Regions from separate parts of the Sus scrofa genome. Here all the other regions are linked to region 4. Evidence: chromatin contacts called from public HiChIP or PLAC-seq data. All regions are on one chromosome and are shown on one strand. Each heading gives the region's core, a stretch centred on a gene start, on an enhancer-like site or on the middle of the called end of the contact. The rest is flanking DNA. Distances are from core to core; before and after follow the strand shown. Region 1 has its middle 130 kb from the start of MCTP2. Region 2 has its middle 30 kb from the start of RGMA. Region 3 overlaps CHD2 (chromodomain-helicase-DNA-binding protein 2). Region 4 has its middle 320 kb from the start of RGMA. Region 5 holds the start of RGMA (repulsive guidance molecule A).

Region 1 (2,764 bases), core at 52-2,551, 500 kb after region 4:
ATACCTTGTTCACATATTCTACAAACCTTTATAGATTGACATTCTCTTTGAAGGATCCCCAATCTCATAGCAAAAGTGTCATGACCACTTTATCGAGCACTTTTTGGCAGGGAGAATCATGGTAGCCGTGATGTTGTGTGCTAACACCTCCATTTCTATTTATTTTTGGCCTCTTGCCTTTGGAAGAAGTGATGAGCATGTGTAAGTGTGTATTTAGGGGAGGAGAGGAGTGATTCCGGCAGTGAAATGGCTGGCAGAAGGACCTGAGTCCCTGTCTTCTTTGAAGAAAGAATTCAGAATAGAGACTAAGATTGTGAAATAGAGATGGCATTTATTAAAAGCAAAGTACGAGGAGTTCCCTTGTGGCTCAGTGGGTTGGGAATCTGGCATTGTCACTGCTATGGCTCTTGATACACCTAGGGCATGGGTTCGATCCCTGGCCTGGGAGTTTCTGCATGCCATGGGTATGCACCACCCCCACCCCACCCCCACCACCAAAAAAAGAAGCAAAGTACAGGTGGAAGAGCACAAGGGTGAATTTAGAGTGAGTTGCAAGCAATAGAGGCAGCCGAAATTGCTAATAAGGGAGCAGTCGTCTGGGTTGTCTCTGGCCAGTCATCTTTCTTATAAACCACCAGCTGCAGCTGCTCAGCCTGAGACCTATCTCCTACCTCAGGGGAGTCAGCGAGGATTGTACACACAGACATAAACGACCCTTGGATCTGTGCCCTGGGCATAGCCTGGCCCTGCTTACTGCCAGGCCCCCTGAATCCCCATCTGCCAGATGACCCTTCCCTCAGTGCTCCCTAGATGGCTGGCCACGTGCTAGCTGGCCCTCCGAGCTCTCCCTGGGTTTGCAAGCACTGAGCACCACGAAGTAAGTCATTTTCTCTGTAGTCCCAAGGTAAGCTTCTCTCTCAAGAAAGCCAAAATTACACCATCGATCACCCAGACTTGCTGTCCTTTTTTTAAAAGCTCACGTCCACAGAGTGGGGATCAGTCCGGGGTGATGACCCCATGCAGAGCCACCCACAGAATATTCATGAGGCCCCCTGGCTGCTGAAGCAGCCATGACTCAGCTGGGAAGCCAGCTGAGCGTGAGGTCTTTTAAGGGTAATTTAGCTGCATGTAGCAGCACTGATTTATTCTTTTTCCTCCCTCAGATAATGAACACTGTGCCTATGTGTTCCTGGGCTGGTGACAGACAGGGCTGTGGGCCCCCTGGGATTTCTCCACCCTCCCTCCCACGCTGTACTCTGGGACACCTCTGCACATAGCTTCTGAACACAGCTGTCAGATGTCCCCATGACCCTTCCCTCAGTTCCCTTCTAGTCCTGCTCACACAGTGCATAAGGAGAACCAGGAATACCAGAACAGAAGCAGGTCAAATTGAGATTGGAGGAGGAGAGTGGGCTGGCATAGCTGCCTGGCACAGAGCAGCATATATGATGTAATTAATGCACCATGAGTTGCCCAGTGTGTATATGGGCAGTAAGGGCGGTGAAGATAAGCACATGGAGCTGTAGCAGGGCCACCCCATGTGACTGTGCAGGCTCTTTCCTGCACCGCTCCAGGGGGCAACCTTCACACAGACTATGGTATGAAGGACACTCCCAAGTTGGACAACAGGCCACTTCTGTTGTCTCTCTACTTCAACAAAATTTATTCCTATGTCACTGCTAAGAAAGAGAATAAAAGTTTTAAAAGAAATAACTGATCACAAGAGGTTCCACTTATGATAAGCCAACAAGAAAGTAAAGCATGAATGGGCCAGCATTACCCAAAGAGTCAGTGGTGTGTTGGAGTCCACTGACAGCAGCTTGCAAGAGCCGATTCTTAGTATCTCTACCTATCTGTGCATTCAGCAACTTCACATTGGTAGCTTGAAATCAGCCATGTGGATTACTTTCAGAAATTAGCAAACACTATACATCAGGGCCTCCCCACTACCCACTTGGAAAGCCGGTTCAGTGTTTAACAGCACACCACTGGGCATTAGCCACATCCTGCCCTACGCTCTCAATTTCTATTAGGTAAAGGGTAACTTAAAAATGAATTTATTTTCATATTTGCTCTCCTAAAAGGAATCTTTGCTTAGTGCACCCCATAAAAACTGCCCTTGTCCTACTCGAGCTTCACCTGAGACCCCGCCCTCTAGCATCTTTGATCCTTACTTGGTGAGTGGCTAAGCCAGCTACTTAAATTCTGTGCCTACATTAAACACAGTGACATCTGACAGGCTTTATTCTAGAAATGTTTTCAGGGGAGTGGTTATCTCGTAATCCTATAAGCTTTGATAATTGGCTGAAACTTTGTAAATCTGAACAAGTTTATCCATAAAGATTTCAACTTAGCTGGTATGAAATTTGTCAGTTCTATAAAGATGAAAGTATGTCCCTTGTGTTTTGGAATAGCATAAGGGTCACTTATTCTGGTAATATTTGATTCACCTTAGCTCGAATAGTGTACCTTGATTTTTTCTTTTTCATCTTAAACTATGATTTCTGTTTCCTATGTAAGAATTCCCCAGAGGCATTCTTGAAGGAGGTTCTTATCCTTACTACCGGATTTAGAATTTAAGTTTCAGTTTAGTGCCAATGTAGTAAGCCATAATTAAATTGATAATAAGCATTTACAAAGTAATAGTGATTTAATTTATACTACCTGCCTTTAAGATGATTAAAAAAAAAGAAAGAAACAATTTAAAACTTAATACCAGGACAAGGAGAAAAAAAGCCATTTCCTAGAGTTCCCACTGTGGCTC
Region 2 (2,798 bases), core at 61-2,560, 290 kb before region 4:
TGCACCCAGTGCTTGTTGCAGCACTATTTACAATAGCCAAGACATGGAAGCAACATAAATGTCTATCAACAGAGGCTCAGATAAGGAAGATGCAGTACATATATGCAATGGAATATTACTCAGCCATAAAAAAGAACAAAATAATGCTATTTGCAGCAAGATGGATGGACTTAGAGATTATCATAAGTGAAGTATGCCAGACAAAGAAAACAAATATCCTGTGTTATTGCTTATATGTGGACTCTAAAAAAATGATATAAATGAATTTATTTATAAAACAGACTCACAGACATAGAAATCAAACTTATGTTACCAAAGGGGAAAGGGAGGGATAAATTGGGACTTTGGGACTAACAAACACATTACTATATATAGAATAGATGACCACAAGGACCTGCTGGGTAATATAGGGAATTATACTCAATATTTTATTTTGTAATAACCAATAAGGGAAAAGAATCTGAAAAAGAGCATATATATATATATATATATATATATATATATATATATAGAGAGAGAGAGAGAGAGAGAGAGAGAGAGAGAGAGAGGGAGAGAGAGAGCTGAATCACTTTGTTGTACACCTGAAAATAGAATGACATTATAAATCAACTATACTTCAAAACATTTTTAAAAAGATGCACAGGCTACTGAGAGGGTCTTATAGGGAGTGATTCTAGAGTGGTAGATCACTACTGGCTATAGGGGAAGAGGGCTTAGGGTGGATTTTTTGGACACCCCTCAAATGTCCTGGTAGAAGCTGCCCAGCTGACGCTGGCTTGGGAAATTCAAACTGACAAACTGATGTTTTCCCCACCGAACCTCCTTTGTTAGTGGTGAAAACGGAAAATGAGCATTTGGGAAGGATGACCTTTATGAGAAACTTTGGGGTAATGCCTTAGGGTGAGACTCAAGACAGAGTTAAAAACAGAATTTTGGCCCTTTCTGTCTGGAACCATCACTGTGCATTGAGGACTGGAGAAAATAATGTAATTTGATTGTTCCATTGGGTCATTTCTGGGAATATGAAGACATTTTCCCAAAACTGGAAGTCTGTATGCATTGGGAGAGTATCTTGATGCTGGGTCCTGTGTCCTTCTTGGCCTCCCCCTCCCTGGCCCCCTGCTCCATCAGCAGATGCGAGTTTCCCTTGAAACTTGACTTAATTGGAGGTGACCCCGATTTTTCTGCAGTGAACTCTGTTAGGGTTGAAGATGCATTTGGCTGCTCAAGAACCCCCCCCAGCCTGCCTTTCCTCACTGCATTGCACTTGGCAGATGTCTTTTGCGAAAGGAATGTGAGAATTTCCCTTTTCATCATGTCAGATCATCTGGCTTGGGCCTGGCCCTGCCCCAGGAGCCCAGCGGACACAGCTGGAGCAGGGAGGGGCCCGGCTGGTGGCTGAGCTGGGAGTCGTGGCCTTCTCTTGGCTTGAAGGCCATGGTGGAGCAGGGCTGACCAAGGCCAACGCCTCCCACGGGGTGGGGGACGGTGCCCAGCCTGACACACAAGTGGAAGGAGGTGGGGCACAGGGAGGCCTCTTCCTGCTCCTCTGCTCTAAGCTCTGTGATTATGGCTGTGAACTCTCCCACAGTGTCTGGCTACTTGACTAGGAGACCTCCAAGATAAGTCACTTCTGCGCTGGGGGTCGGGGGGACCAGGTTTTGGGTGGCCCGAAGTTTGTACGATTTTTGGAATCCTCTTTGAAAAGATGAAATTACAAACACAGAATTCAGTACAGGGCCTTAGAAAGGGCCCTTGCGAGGGAGAGGGCCTGAGGTCTGAGTTGCCTCAGTGTTGTGGTGAATCTGCCATTTCCGTATCTGTTCTAACAGGAAGAACATGCAGACATGAAGGCTGGGAGGATATTTTGGATCTGGTTTTGGTTGTCAACTTATGAACCTACCATCACAGGGCCACCTGATGGTCAGGGCAGCCTGGTCAGGTGGGAGAGGGTGGGGCTGAGGCCCGGAGGGCCTGGGTGTGTTGGGACACCCATGGGGGCTAGGATGCGCTCAGAGGAAAGTCTGGGAGACCGTCCAAAGTCAGCAGACAAGGTCAACCAAAATGCTAAGTGCGGAGTTGTAGGACATAATTCAGACAGGCCAGATTTTTGTTTGCTAGATTTTGCACAATAGGTTAGAGGTTGAGGATTATCATTTCAGAGCCTCCTGATCTGGATTTAGGCTGAATTGTCTCTCCTTGTCCTGGTGGCTATGTCATTTCTTTAGCTGCAGATACTGACTTCTAGGAGACTGATTCCTTTTAAAAGCAGACAGGTGCCGAGCCTGAGTCTGTCACTTCTCAGCTTTGAAATTCACACTTCTTCATCTCTAAGACTCATGTTATACTTGTTTCCGAAAAGTTGCGATGATCAAAAACATTGAGACAGGTGAAGGCCTATACTAGAATTCTAAACACAATTCTTTTCAAACCAGAGTAAGTAGACACATTTAGTAAGAATTTGCCACTTACAAGCTTGATCTAATAGACGCAGGTGGAGCCCTGCAAACCGAGACAATGCATACTTCTCAGGCCCACATAAACATTTCTATAAATTGACCACATTCTCAAAGTCTCAAGTCCTAGGTCATGTATCCCACAGATCCATTCCTTGCAACTGCCCTTGTATTCATGGGATAAACCCAGCAACCTCGCTGAATTCACTTATTCATGTACCCTGTCAATACCCACAGTTTTTTTTTTTTTTAATTTTTTCCCACTGTACAGCAAGGGACCACAGTTCTTGAGAACTCATTGTCAAGTGAAAACAGGAAGCTGCAGAATATAAATCTAATGTG
Region 3 (2,819 bases), core at 88-2,587, 380 kb before region 4:
AGGGTCCAGGCTGCTTTAGTCCATCTGTGCCCCGCTCGGTTGGGGACAGGTGGTTTTTCTTTATTGTAAAATTGTGGACTTTTAAAACCTGTTGACTAAACAGTAATTAATTTATATTTGTGAAAAATGCCACTGTCCTAGTGATTTCTGATGTAAATAATGTTGTTTATATAGTATGTATTAAATTTTCCTACATTGTAAAAACTGCTGTACTTTTGATTCTTATATATTAAAAAGTGTTACTAAGGATTTTTAGAATTGGGCGAACATGTTGCTTTGCATTGGCGTGCCCTGTGACCATACATGCCTCCACGTCACCCTTTCTCTGGTTGCTGGGTCATTGGGATTTTTTGACAGCTTGTGAAATGGAGTCTTTTCAAGTTATGTTTCTCCCCTCGCTACTGAGCACCAGTTGTGCTGTTGAGTCCAGGATCTTACACTGCAGGTTCTATCATTTTCTCTGAGCAGCGTCCCTGACCCCAGCAGCTGTCATCTTAGCCCACATCCCTACCCTTGATGAGAACCTGGAGGGGTTGGCACCAGTAGTTGAGCAGGGCAGCCCTCAATTTCCCATGTTGTTCGTGCCCAGGAGGATCCCGGGAGACCCAGGCCTGTGCAAACAGGGGTCCTACAGCCACCTCTACCCAGAGGAAATAAAAACACTGAGCCTGCCAGCCTGCAGCCCTGAGGGTCATTTTACAGTTGGGTTATATATTCTTGAAGGGGAAAAGAGCACTTTATAATGGAAACACTGACACAAATGTTAACTCAAGCAATTTGGCACAGGGGCCAGCCCAACTCCTGCGAGGCCCAGACAGAGGAAGGGAGCCACAGCCCACGAGTGGAGAACCGTCTGAATAGAAGTCGGAGAGGTTTGCCAGGCCCGAGGGGTTTTACTAACACTTAAATGGCTTTGAAGCGAAACTTCAGTCCTTGTGAAGCACTTAATTCTTGATAACAGATAAAACTGCATTTCCACTCAGAGTTGAGGATTAACTCCTGTGACTGTCAGCCCAGGACCTGTGGTTGTAGGGTCCTGCTGCCCTGGCTGCGCCTGGATTTAGCGCCTGTAGTTGTGGAGTTGACGCAAAGAAGAGCCGAGAGTTCTTCCTGCCTATAAACTTAACGCACAATCATGTTGCAACTCACAGCTCGGCTGGAACAACTTTGGGAAACTTTAAGAACAAGTGCAATAATCAGTCTATGATTTACAATAGCAACCAGGCTTCTAAACTGACCGCTGCCAAAACGCCTGCCTTTTACTGGAAGGAGCAGGCCCAGGCCCCTCCCTGCTCCCTGGCGAGGCCTCGCTCCTCTGGCATCAAGGCAAGTCCTCAATTAGCGCCAACAGAAAGGTCACTTAGTGAAACACAAGGCCCTGCAATTTGCCAGGCAGCGCTGAGCTCCAACCTGTGGCTCTTAAAGGAACAGGACCAGGTTTGCCTTGGAGGCAGCCCTTCCCTTGTGTTTTGAGGTTGAAAACCCACCAGGCTCCTGTCACCTTGCAAGCTGCATTTGTTCTGCTTTGTGAAGTGGGGAAGAGACATGGCCTGTCTGAATCAAAGTTCTTTATCCTGTAGAAAACAGGGCCCTCCCCTGGGGTGGGTCTTGGGGATCCCTGGTCAGTTTTGTACAGGGAGACAGGGTTTTGTGTGGAGCACAGGCAAATCGCTGACCTACAGAATTTTGACCTTGAGAATGGTAGAATGGCAGCCATTTCTTGGGAGCCAGAGCTGCCCTACAGAGGGTTCACATGTGCTTTTCTTTATTTCTTTTCTGACCCCAGAGGGAACTGATGTTGCTTAAAGCATGGTCCGCACTAACCCCACGCACCAGGGTGGCCTGAGGGGCCAGGAGTGGTCTGGGGGTGGGCAGGGAAGTCAGTGCCTGCCTATGATTGGGAAGCTGGCCTTTTCATCTTCATTTGCATACGGAGGAGGCAGCTCCTAGGGTTCATGGGCTTTGTGAGAGCTCCGAAAGCAGAAAAGGAAAAAGTTCGTCCACACTGGGGGTCAACTGGAAGGAGACAGTGTCCATCAGTCCTTGGCTCAGGGAAGGGAGATCAGGGGGACCTAAGACATAGCAACCCTCACCCCCCCCAGAGCCGGACAATCAGTCCATCCTGGGAGCCCAGGAAGGAGGTTTCTGCAAAGCCTGCTCTGTGCGGCGATTAAACACAGGAGGAACGCCCAGCGGGGAGTGGAACCAGCTAAACTTGGAGACAGAGTCTGGCCCCTTCAAGGCTCACAGAGAGACATGGCTGGGACTAGACCGTCATGAGAGTGGCCCTGTCCTAGCTGATGTGGACATACACACGTGAGCCAGGATGAGACCCTGCCCTCTCTGAGCTTTCCTGGGTGGAGGGTCAGGGATGCAGAACATAGACAAGCAAACAATGAGAAGACAAGATGTCACATAAATGCCAGGGAGAAAAGAGCCAGGACAGGAGTAGAGGGACAGGAGTCCAGGAAGGCATGAGGACCAAAGAGAAGCATGGGTCTGGGAGGCAGACAGACTTGGCTTTGAACCAGCTGGCTTCTTAGGCAAGTTCACTGCTTCTCCAAGCCTCAAATACAAACTACGGATAACGAGAGCCCCTTGCCAGGCCAGGGTGGCGTAGATGAGGTCACTGAGGGGACACCCAATGGGCTTGGCATCTGTTGAGATTATCAGAGGGGGATGCTGGGACCTCCAGAGGCACTGCTGAACTGGGGTGGATGACCATGCTCGCCACCCCAGCTGGGTCTGCTTTGCATTTTGGCTCCTATTCTCTGCCAGAGGGCCTTGAGTGACTATAGTTCTAGAACTGTCCTGCAGAG
Region 4 (3,144 bases), core at 154-2,653:
CAGAGTTCCTAATGAACAAGCGGGTCAACATATGGAAAATACTTGAGGCAAACACACACCTGCTTTTATGAGACACACAGGCAAATTTGCCTGGCCACAGCTGTAGCTTGCCAGTTGGCCTACTGGCTTTTATCCATGTGTTGTAGGCAGACAACTGAGGGGAATGAATGTTCCCAATGAGTGGCCAACTAAATGCCTGGTGAGTTTTGAATGCCTTATGAATAGTTAGTGTGACTTTGAATATTCTACTTACTTTATCTATGTTTAATAGGTCTCACTGGCCACTGGCATCGATTACTTTCCTCTGTCCTCATTGGCCTGTTTCTCTTAGTTTATAGAGTCAAACTGAACATCCTTAAACAACAGAGCAAATGTACCATCATGTACCACAATTTTTGTGTGAAAGTAGCCTGAACTTCCACTCTAACTTAACCTTCCTCCTGTTCTCAGAATGAGACAGGGGAGCTGAAGGAAGGAAATGGAGACCAGGTTCCAACATTAGAACCAGACTAGCATCTTAGCACCACACTGGGTCTTTTTTGAATAAATTTGGAAGCAAAAGGAAATCCACGCATGTCAGCCTTTGACAGGCCACGTAAGGTAGTGGAAAAAAAAAAAAAAAAAAAAAAAAAAGCCAGAGAGACCTGGTTTGAAACCCCAGTGCTTCCATCTGACTGAATAACCTAACTCTGGGAGAATTGCTTAAGCTTTCTAAGCCTTCTTTCTCTCGCTTATGAAATAAGAATAGAATTGTTTTCTTTAGTTATATGAGAAAAGCCAGGCAGAGTGCTCATTTGCCTAGACTGGCCTTAAGCTGAGACCCCAATACATGTGAGTTCTGCTGTTTATCCACACACTTCTTTATATGTCTCTTCATTCTAGGTTTCATACCATCCCCAAGCCAATGACACTGTACCAGTCAGACTCCAGCTGCAGTGTGGACTCAGGGTGGCCGTAGGGGGTGATGCTGCTGTGTTTGGGGCTCCAAGGAGCTTTGCCTTTGGGTGGGAACTCTTCTGCCATGGTCCCTGTTGGCTGCTTTGAGTGAGGTCTCTTTGGATGATGCTTCATTCTAGACCAAGAGTGCTTCAAAGAAGGAGACAATAAATTGAGCTCGGGGGCAGACAATCACAGCTGCCAAGGGCAGGCCTTCTTGTTCTTTTAGAAGTGCTCTGAGCCCCTGGGGTAAAGTTTCCTGTAAGTGTGGGTGTTAAAACGGTTTGTTTTGGTGTTGTTTTTGATACTTTGCAACTCCTTCCAGAGGCTAAGACACCCAAAGCCCTGCCAGAAAATCATCACAGAGGAATAAATAATATCACAACCACATCCTGAAGCCCAGCAGTCTTTCTCCACACTCTCAGCCCCCGACGCCCTTTCTCTGGTCTCTAGCTCCAAACTTGCAGAGGTTTCAGCAAAGTGGCACTAGGCAGAAAAAAATGTTCCAAAGCTGTCTTGCCTCAGCAGGGCCCGCCCATGGTGGGACGGGGAGAATTCCAAGGTAAACAGGCTGTGTTATCACTCCAGGCTTTCTTGGCACAAACAGCCCGTTTCCAGCCCCGAAACATATTTTTAGAGGATAATGGACAACCAGTCACAGAGTAAACACAGAGCCGTTTGCAGGTGTTATGTTCCTTTGTGTTCGCCAACCAGATGTTCTTCCCTGGGACCGGCTGTTTGGCTCTCTGGGTTCCCTGAGCACACAGAAATGTCACTCTTTCTTGCCCTTTTCAATAAAATAAAGCGAGGTTCTCGTGGGAGAGTTCCCAAAATGAGTTGCAGATTTCACTTGCAAACTATTCATCTATTTGTGTCAATTTCTTTCTTTGTCCAACCCCCATTCCACACCCCACCCCCCCAAATCTGGATTAGGCCAAGGAACACTAGTCAAAATAAACATGTAAATCTTGACCTTTAAAAAAAAGTAACTACTAGAACAGAGCTATAAAAGTTACCCTGGGGAACTTAGGCTGCAAATTTCACGCCCTCCTTCTTGTGCTCTGGGTTGGCATGGGGTACGGTGGACACCAGCACGCGCTCCAAACCGGGGCCAAAGCAGGAAGGTGCCAGTGTTATTTCTACCGCTCCTGGTCAAGACATTCAGCCTGCTGGGGACACTCAGGGATATTTTGGATGGCCTGTTCTCTCTCTCTCTTTGGCCAAGTGTACTGTGCTGTAGTGGGTCAGCTTAGAGAAAGCTGAGTGCTTCTAGAATGCCTGACAGATCGAGGGAGGTAGTGAAGTGGGTGAACTTGGCTTTAGGAGCTGAGGCCCCTTTAAGAGCCGCTCTGAAGTTCAATCTCATGTGGCCTTAGCCTAGAAAGGGTTCACCTGGGTTTTGCTGAAAACATCTTGGTCTGAGCTTTGAACTGGTTTGGTCATAAATGGGGGAAGTAAAAGAGGCCCCTTTCACTATTAAACCTTACAATTTCTGGGGTCAGACAGGAGCGCCTCATTCTTTCATCCCAATTTTCCCCAGCTGGGGAGCAGCGTCAGGTCATCACTATTCAGTCACTGAGTCTCCGCAGTATTCCTTCTTTCTAGAATATTCCCAGTGCAAGGCAACTGGGCTGCCTAGGAATCCTGCTGCTTGGCACTCCTCAGGAATGCCCTTTCCCCAGCCCATGATAAAAGAAGGTAGCCCTAAAGGGCCACAGGGCTTAAAGTCTGGTTGTGGAAAATGCACGTAGCTCTGTGGGTTGGCCCTGTGAGAAGTTCAGTGTCACACGAATTGCGTGTTCCTCAAAGCACTATAGTTATAAGATCCTGTTTGTGATCTTCTTTGATCCTAATTAATAATACCGTGGGCTACCGTAAGTCATTGTGGTTTGGGAGACACTTTGGCTTACTTTATTCAGGAAGAATTCACGAGGCAGGTGGAATTAGGCCCCCTTGACAGGTGAATTAACAGGGAGCATATGTGATTTACCCAAAGTCATTTGCCAGTTGGTGGCAAAACCAGACTCCAAATTTAACCTCTTATCTCTGAATCCAGTGCTTCTCTCAGCAGGCTGGGAGTTCAGTGGGGTAAGTGGCAGTGTTCACATGTTACAGATGAGGACAATGAGCAGGGATGAAAGTACTTTGCATGCAGAAAGGAGTCTGTGATGGAGTCTGAGAAAGAACCTGCTTTTCTTGGCCTCTAGT
Region 5 (2,859 bases), core at 99-2,598, 320 kb before region 4:
TCAATGTATCATTTCCGCTAGATGGCGCGATTTCCCCTAATCGGTCCTCAAGACACCCGATTTATAAAATAAATACATTCCAACGCCTTCCGAAACCACACTACATAATAGCAGCTCGCAGGCGCCCATTAAAAAAAAAATCTCAATTTAGGGATATTGATTCTACCTCCGAGCAAATCTAATGCAATTACATTAACAGGATGCAATCAAGAATTGCACACTAGTGTCCCCATCAGTCCTCCCCCCAAATACACCTGTCCCACTGCCCCAGCTTGTTCCTGGGATGAGCCACTGCTTGAGCCAGGCACGTAACTGTTGCTGTGCCCAGCCCTCTGGGCCCACCTGTTCACTTAGAAACGCCAGGGCCACTCGCGACTCCTATCCCTTAAGCACTCAACACAAGTCCCTCACTTTCCTGCGCACCTGCGCTCCCAGGCAAAGGACCATTGGAGACCCAAGCCCAAACAGTGCGCAGCGCCGATGCCCCCGGGGCAAGCCCTAGAGCAGCGGCTCTGCAGCTGGCTAGGCAGTTGGGCCAGAAGCTGGAGGAGAGGGCCCGGGAGAGTCGGGCCAATGCGGGTTCACAGCGGCACAGCCCGGTGGCTCTCCCTGTCCCAGGCTCCGCGGGCTGGACGTAGCGACCGCCCAATGAGGAGGTGGCCGCGGGAGAAAGAGAGCTCCCAGCACGCGCACAGTGGTACACACATTCGCCGGGTCTGCCCAACCACGAGCGCTGCAGGCTGCCCGGGGAGAGCATTTTAGGAAAAAAGAGCAAATACCAAACCACAAAAACTTTGCTGCTGCCAAGAGCTAAAGCGATCAGGCTTAGCAAAGCTCAAATCTGGGCAAGATGGGAGCAAGATGAGACGCGGGGTTGGGGAAGACCAAAGCCGTGCCGTAGCCCGGGCAAGTGGTGGCGGCGCCTCAGGGATGTCAGAGCCGGGTCCGCCCCGCTCCTGGCCCGCGCTTACCTTGGCGGCTGCATGAGCCCCTGCAGCCCTCGGGGGGGTGGCGCTGACAGGGCTGCGGGCGAAGAGGGGTTGCCGGGGCGCCGCTGTTCGGCCCCGGGGCAAAGTGGGAGGGGCTCGGCAGGCGCTGGTCCCCGCCGCCCCGGCCGGCTCAGCAGCGGCCCGGGGCGCGCCGCCTGCTCCCGGGCTGCATGCCTGCGAGCGCCTGGAGGAGCCGGCCCGGGAGCGAACGGCTAGTGCTTACCCAGCCAAAGGCTCGGGCTGCGCAGCCCGCGCTCGAGAGACAACTGCAGAGTCGGGCGGCTCGGGCCAGCCCCCTCCCTCGCCCGGCCCCCGCCCGCAACCGCCGCCAAGCGCGGCGTCTCGAGGTTCTTTTGCGCGCGGAGGGGAGGGGGCGGGCCAGGCGCCCGGGGCGCAGGCGGGGGGCGAAACGGGCGGGGCCAGCCGGGCGCGGGCGGGAGCGGAGACGTGGGGTGCCGACTCGGATTGCCCCGCCCCGCCGCGGCCGCACCTTCCCGCATCAGCACCCGCTAAGGCGGTTGGGGTCGGGAGCTGCTCACGCTGCCAAGTCTAGACTTCCCTAAACATGCGGGTTAGGGGGGCGCGAGCCGCAAGTGCCATGACCCTCGAGGCGCCTCCAACTTTCCTAATCATCCGCTGCGAAGCCCTGGAGAGCACGTTTCCATCATCAGTTCCATGGGTAGGGCGAGATATTCTGAGGTTTCTGGAATAGACAGTCACATCCAGGAGAAAAGCTGCTACTCTCTGCAGAGACGCACCTTTGTTGTTCTGAGATGTTTGCTTAATCTTCTTTTTAAAAATTAACACATATGTATTAAATATGTAAATGAGGAATACGTCCTTGTGTACAATTTTTATACAGCCCAGGCATATCTAGAGTAAGAAGACCGTATAACATCCCCCTTCCCATATCAGCCCCTCCCCAGAGGTAACCTCGGGTCAGAGTGTGCTCCGCCGCGAGTCTTTCCTGTCCCTGCGCGGCGCTTTTACGCTCACACGCACGGATTGTAAGTGGATTCTCTTCTCCAAAGAATGTTTCACCATGCAGCGCATGCACACACTGGCGAGAACACTTCGGTTGCGATAAATTCCCCAGAGGCTTCCGGGAGTCCAGGGAAAGATTCTTGCCGTGAAACAGCAAAGAGCCACCCAATCGCCCTGTGCAGAGCTGAAACCCCAGCTGGAGCTTGCAGTCAGCCTGAACACACAGCTCACGCCCAAATTAGCATTGCTCGGTTAGAGAAATTTGCCAGTGCGTTTCAGACAGGGTTATGGCCTTCGCATTCTTACAGAAAACAAGCTGTCATGGATTTTGATGAGAACTCTTTGGATTTGCAAAATAAAAAGGTATCATCTACATTAAAACACGATCATTATTTATGCTTGTGGTCTTGAGAGATGTGGTTTCAACTCAATATTCTGTGTTTTATTGGTACTGAGATAATCTATAGCTGGGATATAAATACAATCCATGTGATTTCGCAGGAAGAGATCAGGTATTGGAATTGCTGGTTTCTATAATTAGCTCTGACCTTGGGCAAGCCTTTTAGCTCTCTTGGGCCCCAGTTTCCTCATAGAGAGAGAGAGGAGAGAGAGAGAGAGAATGTCCAGCCCTAATAATTGGTGAACGACAGATTTCTTCCCTTATCAAATTTTTCAACTCAACTCTAACCTCCTTAGGGAATGGCTCTCCCAGCGTTGCATTCTTTCTTCCTAACACTGATCTCACTTTGCAATTATGCACTGGTTAGCGTGACCCTTCTGTAGGTGCGGGCCTCTCCCATCAGGCTGTAAGCACCTTGACAGCAGAAACCAAACTGCCTGCGGTCATCACTACACCCCCAGCTTGTAGTGTAGTGTCTGGCATGTA

The links. HiChIP or PLAC-seq counts read pairs in DNA pulled down with a chosen protein or histone mark.
Region 1: a contact with region 4 is called in an H3K27ac HiChIP or PLAC-seq map of skeletal muscle, with 15 times the contacts expected there. The contact joins two enhancer-like sites. A contact is called at or near these places in 1 of 47 Hi-C or Micro-C datasets (heart right ventricle) and 1 of 2 datasets of contacts at active chromatin or transcription factors (skeletal muscle).
Region 2: an H3K27ac HiChIP or PLAC-seq map of skeletal muscle shows a contact between it and region 4. The contact joins two enhancer-like sites. A contact is called at or near these places in 1 of 47 Hi-C or Micro-C datasets (heart right ventricle) and 1 of 2 datasets of contacts at active chromatin or transcription factors (skeletal muscle).
Region 3: a contact with region 4 is called in an H3K27ac HiChIP or PLAC-seq map of skeletal muscle, with 15 times the contacts expected there. The contact joins two enhancer-like sites. A contact is called at or near these places in 1 of 47 Hi-C or Micro-C datasets (embryonic fibroblasts) and 1 of 2 datasets of contacts at active chromatin or transcription factors (skeletal muscle).
Region 5: an H3K27ac HiChIP or PLAC-seq map of skeletal muscle shows a contact between it and region 4, with 14 times the contacts expected there. The contact joins the promoter of RGMA here to the enhancer-like site in region 4. A contact is called at or near these places in 1 of 5 promoter capture datasets (fetal skeletal muscle), 8 of 47 Hi-C or Micro-C datasets (embryonic fibroblasts, fetal heart ventricle, fetal skeletal muscle and 5 more) and 1 of 2 datasets of contacts at active chromatin or transcription factors (skeletal muscle).

Annotation. Positions count from the first base shown.
Region 1 is chr7:85,096,023-85,098,786 of Sscrofa11.1, reverse strand. It overlaps the pseudogene LOC100627536. Among named protein-coding and RNA genes, the nearest start is that of MCTP2, 130 kb to the right of the region's middle. Within about 2 kb of position 1,301, at least 12 of the 83 cell types and tissues checked have an H3K27ac peak or open chromatin away from gene starts, as enhancers often do. A contact at or near this core is called in skeletal muscle, where this site is marked.
Region 2 is chr7:85,889,978-85,892,775 of Sscrofa11.1, reverse strand. No RefSeq gene overlaps it. Among named protein-coding and RNA genes, the nearest start is that of RGMA, 30 kb to the left of the region's middle. Within about 2 kb of position 1,310, at least 19 of the 83 cell types and tissues checked have an H3K27ac peak or open chromatin away from gene starts, as enhancers often do. A contact at or near this core is called in skeletal muscle, where this site is marked.
Region 3 is chr7:85,978,144-85,980,962 of Sscrofa11.1, reverse strand. It overlaps CHD2 (chromodomain-helicase-DNA-binding protein 2), which reads left to right. Exons shown (of 38, transcript XM_021099370.1): 38 at 1-204. Among named protein-coding and RNA genes, the nearest start is that of RGMA, 58 kb to the right of the region's middle. Within about 2 kb of position 1,337, at least 31 of the 83 cell types and tissues checked have an H3K27ac peak or open chromatin away from gene starts, as enhancers often do. A contact at or near this core is called in skeletal muscle, where this site is marked.
Region 4 is chr7:85,596,135-85,599,278 of Sscrofa11.1, reverse strand. No RefSeq gene overlaps it. Among named protein-coding and RNA genes, the nearest start is that of RGMA, 320 kb to the left of the region's middle. Within about 2 kb of position 1,403, at least 20 of the 83 cell types and tissues checked have an H3K27ac peak or open chromatin away from gene starts, as enhancers often do. A contact at or near this core is called in fetal skeletal muscle, mesenteric adipose tissue, retroperitoneal adipose tissue and 1 more, where this site is marked.
Region 5 is chr7:85,920,013-85,922,871 of Sscrofa11.1, reverse strand. RGMA (repulsive guidance molecule A) reads right to left here and starts at 1,348. Exons shown (of 4, transcript XM_001924865.4): 1 at 972-1,348. The coding sequence starts at 985.